Regions from separate parts of the Mus musculus genome. Here region 2 is linked to region 1. A link is a contact called in public HiChIP or PLAC-seq data. All regions are on one chromosome and are shown on one strand. The core of a region is the stretch at or near the end of the contact, and the rest is flanking DNA. Distances in the headings are between cores, read along the strand shown.

Region 1 (3,257 bases), core at 320-2,819:
CTCTGATACCCCCATGACAAACCTTGTTATGATCTAAGACACATACTTTTGGTAAATATGTATCATGGGGAGGGGTAGCCATCAGTGCAGCTAAAGGAAGATCTTTGATTTGCACTCAATATCTTAGTGCTTCTACTTTCAGGTTAGTCTACTAATGGAACGAAGAATTAACCCTGGGACTCCAAGGTCTTACCATCTAAAAGAAGCACCCTAGGGTACCTGGGTAATGCCACTCATAGATGGCCTTTAAACTATGCCACATTGATAAATAAATAAACCCTCGTGACATAAAATGTGGGGCTTTTTAGATGGTCTAGTAGTTGAAACACATGAGATTCTCACTTCTTCTCTTCAGCATCCAAGAGCTATGGGGAAGTGGATAGATGGTACCTATAAGGGAAACCCACGTTGAAAAGACTGCTGCTCCCTAAATAGTTTCTTGCTAGCATGCTGAAGACCTTGTTTTTGCCACTTTGTGTGTGTGTATGGGGGGTATCATATAGTGAAAAGCTGCCCATGGACTGGGGACAGGCACCTTAGACAGAGTTCAGATCTATCTGAGGGATGGCACACAATACCGATCATGGAGGGTGGGGCTTAGGGAAGACCTGGCTTTGGTTTTGTTGGTTTTGTGAGGGGCAAGGTAGGTAGCTGCAGGGCAGTATGTGGCAGGGTTGCCAAGGCTCAAGGTAAGTGCTCCTGAGGGCCTACTTCTGATTCTGCCTGACAGCGATGCCCCAAGAGATGTGAATCTTAGTCTAAGTCACTTTGCATTTCAACTCTTGCTTTTACATAGCTTAGGTAGTATTTTTCTCAGGACTCTTTCTTAACCCATAAGTCTGGATTACTTGCCGGCCACCTGTGTTCCATGGCATTCAACACTCCTCCTAGCATAGCCATGTGTCTTCATTGTAACCTCTGTTGGTCAGTGGCAAGTTATGTAGACAGATGTACCTGCTTGGTTCACCATGGTGTCCCTAACATATGGCCCAGTGGATGTCGAATAAATCAATATTCTCAAAGCTTGCTTTGGGCAAGAAAAGCCAGGCATGGTGGTAAAAGCAGGAAAGGCAGACTTGGCTACATTTCAAGTTCAAGACTAGTCTGGGCTTAGCCTTGGTTTTTTTTTTTTTTTTTTTTTTTTTTTTTTTTTTTTTGTTGTTGTTGTTGTTGTTGTTGTCGTTTTTTTAAATAAATAAAATAAAACAAGTCTTTCCTGAGGAACTTAGCCTGTGAGGATGGGTAGCCTTGGCTGGGGAGAACCTTGGAATTGTGTTTGAAGCAGTCTCTTTGCCTTAGGAATCTATCCAGATGAACTCTGTCTTTGATGGAGAAGCCGTAGATCCAGGTAACCAAAAGACAATTCCACCTAAGGGGATTGCTTCGTGTGTTCTGGGCTAGAAGAGTCCGGAAGTGTGTCCAGTGTCCTTTTAAGTACTGGTCAGCACCTTGGCCACTCATCCAACGTGAGGCTGACCGTTTGGGGCTGTAACACAGCTGAGTTGGGTGCCCAGTGGAGCTGGGACAGACTTGTGGGCGTGGCTTGCCTGTCTGCCCGCCCTATACTTCAGCTCTTCCTTCCCACCTGTAGGCTTGCTCTCTAGGGTGTCATTTCCTCTCCCACTGCCTATTTACAAACTAGTATAAGAAACTAGTAAATTCGAGAAGTCATATTCTTTTCCCTGCTCACGGATTGATCCTCTCTCACCTACCCGATCCTTCCTGCACGCGTCTGGTGCTGTCTTATTAGTAGCAGAAGTGGCAAGTTTGGCTCCCCCACCCCCAGACCGGGGCCAAGAATTTGGTTGACATGATGAACATAAGGTAAAGCTGGCCTCCAGAGCTCTCATTGCCCCCACCCTCCCGAAATCAGCTCCAAATTTAGCTCCTTTACACACATCCCTCGGCTTACAAAGGCTCAATTATAGACGTGAATAAAGGGAAGGAAACCAAATTCAGGAGGCAAGTGTGTTGGCTCCCTGCCACCCTCATATGCAAACGGCGGCGGCGGCTTCAGTCCTCGGAAGGAGGATGGCTCCTCTCCAGTGAGAAGCTGCTGCTGTTGGAATTAAATTTCCCTCTATTATTAGGTACTTGTTACCATAATGTGCCCACATTAGCATAAGTGCTGGTGGGATCCTGAGCCGAGAGAGGCCACTTGTGCTGCTTTGCAGTGGCAGGAGCCCGGCTTGCCTCAAACCCAGGCTTACAAAGAGAAGCCAGGGAGAAGACTTTTGCAGTTCTTATGTGCCCGAGAGAAGAAAGAGGGAAGAAAGGAGCCAACTGGCCTAATGTGAACAAATGCATCAATTAGTGTCTGCTGGCTCCCACACAATTAAAATGGCAGCCCCTCCTCATCCCCCGAACAGTTTGTCTGTGTCTACACTCTCTGCCAGCCCGGTGGATTCAATGACCTCTGCACTTATTTAATGAATTCCTTTTCTTACGGTGGATACAAGAATCGTTTTAAAACAAAAATAAATCAGATCCTAATGGGTAACCCCACTAGAAATTGAACCTAATTTATTGGATGGTCACAAGGAATGAGGAAATTTCCATGGCCCTCTCATCTTGCTGAGCCTGCAAACCTTCCTATCCAGAGACGCCCCAAGTGTCTGGGCTGCACAGCTTGGCGGAGAGGCGGGCATGGAAAGGCTGTCTGGGCTCCTCACAAACTGCTTTTCACCTCGGGGTGGGGGGTGGGGTTACATCTCCCAGCCTTCCTCACCCCTCCCCAGTCATCAGCACAGAACAGAGGAGACGTGGGTGCAAACAGAATTGTTTAATTTTTTGTTTCCCATGATTGCTTTATTATCTGCCCTCTAGTGACCGGGGAAATATATGAATTCAACTCAAAAACTGGTGCCAGGAGGTGGAAAGGCCCATTAACCCAGCTGCCGAATTGGCCCGAGCCCAGTACCCAGCACAGAGGCACAGCTGGAGAAGCACCAGTCCCTAAACACACAGGGAGATAACAGGTGTGTGTTTGCCAGCCCCCTCACCAAGGGCCGGGGCAAGCCTGTGTGGGCGGTGGAGGCGGGGAGTAGCTCCTTAAACTCCACAGGGACAGTATCAGTGTTTGGTGCAGGCGCACGGACGTGGGCAAAAAGGATGCAGGCAACCAGAGTCCCAAGTAGGGACCTGCAAGAACATTTAAAAATAGTTCTGAAGTGGGGTTTGATAACATAGAGGTCCTTTTCTGAAATGGCACAGGGATTGTTTCTCTCTAGGCTCACAGCTACCTGGGTTCATCATCA
Region 2 (3,257 bases), core at 331-2,830, 150 kb before region 1:
AGATATATGTCTGGATCTCTCTGTCTCTCTTCCCCTCCCCAGGCCACGACTAACTAACTGATAAAGCCAATGGAGCATGCTGATACAGCTGGATCTGGGGAAAGGTACTGGGGGGTTCTGTGTACTGTCCTTAGGAAAGAGAAAGTTAAAGATCTTAAAAGGAATGTGATGTGATTACATGGGACCTCAGGTGAAGCCAGGAAGAAATGACTGACATCTCACAAACACATCCCAAACACCCTGAATTCCTGCCAAAAAACACCTACAGCCAGTGAGACTCTCATAACAGGCAATGTGAGAGAATAGAAAACTCCTATCAGGGGCCCCAATTCAAGGCTGAATGTCCAGTATGCATAGCACAGCTTTAGTCTAAAACAAATGAACCTTCTCGCCATCTACCAACTTCACGGTAATTAAGGAAAGGCGTCTTCAAAGGGTTGGCCAGTCTTGGGTAAGTTTTGAAATCAAAGCTTACGTTCAGGCTGCGTAGGAGGCCAGCAAAGGCTCAGGGTAAAGCTTCAGGAAAAACCTTTAACTCTAGGGAAAGGAAATACTTCAACCCAGAAGAGAGCCAGAACTACCTGGGGCTGCGAAGCATTGGAGCTAGGAAGACCGCCAGGACTTATCCCTTACTGCTGAACTCTACCTGGGAGAGAGAAACCTCTGCACTGAGTTTAACCTGTCCTTGAAATGTCAGGATCCCTTATTTTTGAGGAAAGAATACTGGTCAGCAGGAGAGGCTCAAAGTGGTCTGAAGATGGCCCCGCCTCACGAATGTGTTATTGGTTTTAAGCAGTTTTCTGCATTGGGGTTAGCTTTTGGTTTATTTATTTATACTCTAATCTTATTTTATCTGTACTGTTTTGCCTACAAGTATGTAGGCATGTTGATCTATATATGTGCCCAGTGTCTGTGGATGCCAGAAGAGCATATCCAACCCACTAGAACTGAAGGTAAAAATGGATGTGAGCTACCATGTGGGGGCTGGGAACTGACCCTGACTCCTCTGGAAGAGCAGGGTGCTTAACAGCCAAGCTACCTCTCTAATCTCTGGGTTAACATTTAAAAAAAAACTATATACGTTTTATGTTCAACAATCTTAAAAATGGATGTTTACATCGTAAAAATATGATTTAAAATGAAAGAAAAGCAAACCCCACTGATGTGTTCTTGCATTCCATAAGAAGTGTGTTTCCCAGTCAGATGTCCTCCGTTCGTGTAAATCTGATGACTGAAGGTCACAGGAGCTGAAGCTTTTCAAACTGATATTTGAGAAAATTCTCACAATGTGCACACTGTCAGGTATTGGGAGACAAGTGAGTGACAATGGAATGTCTGCAGGGAGCAGGGCTGCTGGAGAGAAGGAAGGGCACAGAGGGAAGCAGGGAATGAGACCCTGGGAGTGGAAGAAGATGCAAAATACTGGAGAGGAGCTGTAGCTGGCCACGTAAAGAAGCCAGGATGTAGAAGGAAAGACAGAACATCCCCAGCCATAAAAAGACCAGGCATTCTGACATCTCCCTTCCCTTTGGGCATCTCCCTTCTGCTGGGCTGCAGATGTTACAGACTAACACGTTCCAACCCCCTCTTCCCGTGACGGGGGAGGGCTTGGAAGACAGGGCCACAATAGAACAACATAGCATATTCCCTGCTTCAGGGAATTCTTGACCTGGCAGTGGAAGTCTGGGGTTCTAAACACAGTACAGTGGGTGGCTTGAGATGACTCAGGTTATAGGCAGAAGGATAGACTGCTTATAGGCAGAGGCCCCAGAGACAGAAGGATCTGCGTTCAAACGGTTCAACCTCTTGTCTTCAGTTTCCTTAATCATGAAACCTCTGAGCATTAAGTGAGCTTGTTCTTGGCATACCTAGGGCAAGCTGGCTTCAAGTTAAGTGCTCAGTAGAGTTCACTGTGATTATTGCTACCATCCTTCTAGCACTTTTATTAACAGCTACTTGGAACATCTTATTTTTCCCCCTGCATAATTAATCCTTGACTTTGGTGGATGCCAGAAATGTGGTTTTGCTCTGTGGTGACATTGCACGTACTCAAAATTTGTAAGCCCCAGACACCCTCCAGTGACATTGCTGTAGAGTTCATTGACTCAGCACCATCAGCCCACAGCGCTGTCCCACGGAAGCCACTGAGCCCTTGCTGGCATATGAGCTGTTCACAGCAAAATTCTCATGCCTCGGGGATGGTACCGCTGCTTTGCAACACAGCATTCCCTCTTTCCAAACCCATAATGTCTAGAGCAAAAAGTCCATGGTAGCCATGGGGCCCGGGGAATCATGCTTCTCGGGAAAGCATCTACAAGTGTACTAGCTGAAGACTGGGGATGGCCACCTTTGGATTTTTGTTTTTCTCTCTGAGTGGTGGTGGCAGTACTGGTAACATTGATGTTGGTGGTGAGGGCTCCTGTTGGACTTGTCCCCTTTATGCCATCACTTCTCAAGAGCAGGGGGAAAGGTGTCTGGGGTAGTGGATGAATCCAAAAAGCAGCTGGTAGCTGGGGTGTAGAGGTAGCGCACTGACCATACTAATGGGTTTGGTGTTGAGAGATTCATGCTTTGCAGGCGATAAAACCTCCTAGCTAAAACAAGTTGACAACATCTCTACTAGACACCACACACTATCAAATAAACAGCCCAGTCTAGGAATGGGTTACATCTTTTGAAGTTGTTGACCAGAAAGGTCCCATGGACCCCCAAACATTACAGGCTATTGCCGTCTCTGGGTTACCCTCTGGAACTAGATAGTAAAACCCTAAGGTTGAAGAAATCACATGCTTGAGTTGTAGAACAAGAAGAAACCAAGCTGGCTGACTTAGAAGTTCCATCCCTACTGGCTCTCTCCCTTAGTGCTGAAAGGAGCTGTGCAAGCTACTGAGGACAAAAGTCAGCACCAGCCTTACAAGAATGACTGTCTGGACAAGCCACGCCCACCGAGTAACAGTGTAACAGTGGCAAGGAGGTTATTCATATAACCAACCACCCTTTTATTTGGATCTAAGTTCTGACCCCTGGGATGAAACCCATACTTGACACCAATATCAGGCTCAAGAACTGTGCATTGACCCTAGGGAGAACCTACAACTATTATTCTGTTAAACAGGCACAGTTTTAAACTAACTCTAGTGACTTTCATTATACCCAATAATTGATGCATCTCTCAACCATCACCAGACAAGTTTCTCTTTGCAGTAGATGGCAATTAACACAGGGAGCCAAGGTGCAAAGAATAAGAGAATGGAATA

The links. HiChIP or PLAC-seq counts read pairs in DNA pulled down with a chosen protein or histone mark.
Region 2: a contact with region 1 is called in a BATF HiChIP or PLAC-seq map of CD8 T cells, with 7 read pairs. The contact joins two enhancer-like sites. A contact is called at or near these places in 5 of 39 promoter capture datasets (cranial neural crest, embryonic stem cells, liver and 2 more), 1 of 15 datasets of contacts at CTCF or cohesin (CD8 T cells), 3 of 484 Hi-C or Micro-C datasets (CD4 T cells, bone marrow-derived macrophages and embryonic fibroblasts), 4 of 115 datasets of contacts at active chromatin or transcription factors (CD8 T cells, bone marrow-derived macrophages, embryonic fibroblasts and 1 more) and 4 of 9 other capture datasets (adipose tissue, embryonic stem cells, liver and 1 more).

What each region holds. Positions count from the first base shown.
Region 1 is chr12:33,034,638-33,037,894 of GRCm38.p6, reverse strand. It overlaps Cdhr3 (cadherin-related family member 3), which reads left to right. Exons shown (of 20, transcript NM_001024478.1): 18 at 1,300-1,348; 19 at 2,827-2,978. The coding sequence ends at 2,975. The region is part of intron 2 of Gm40874 (a long non-coding RNA gene); the gene reads right to left. Among named protein-coding and RNA genes, the nearest start is that of Gm40874, 40 kb to the right of the region's middle. Within about 2 kb of position 1,569, at least 89 of the 459 cell types and tissues checked have an H3K27ac peak or open chromatin away from gene starts, as enhancers often do. A contact at or near this core is called in CD8 T cells, where this site is marked.
Region 2 is chr12:33,189,179-33,192,435 of GRCm38.p6, reverse strand. All of the region lies in intron 2 of Atxn7l1 (ataxin 7-like 1), which reads right to left. Among named protein-coding and RNA genes, the nearest start is that of F730043M19Rik, 43 kb to the right of the region's middle. Within about 2 kb of position 1,580, at least 28 of the 459 cell types and tissues checked have an H3K27ac peak or open chromatin away from gene starts, as enhancers often do. A contact at or near this core is called in CD8 T cells, where this site is marked.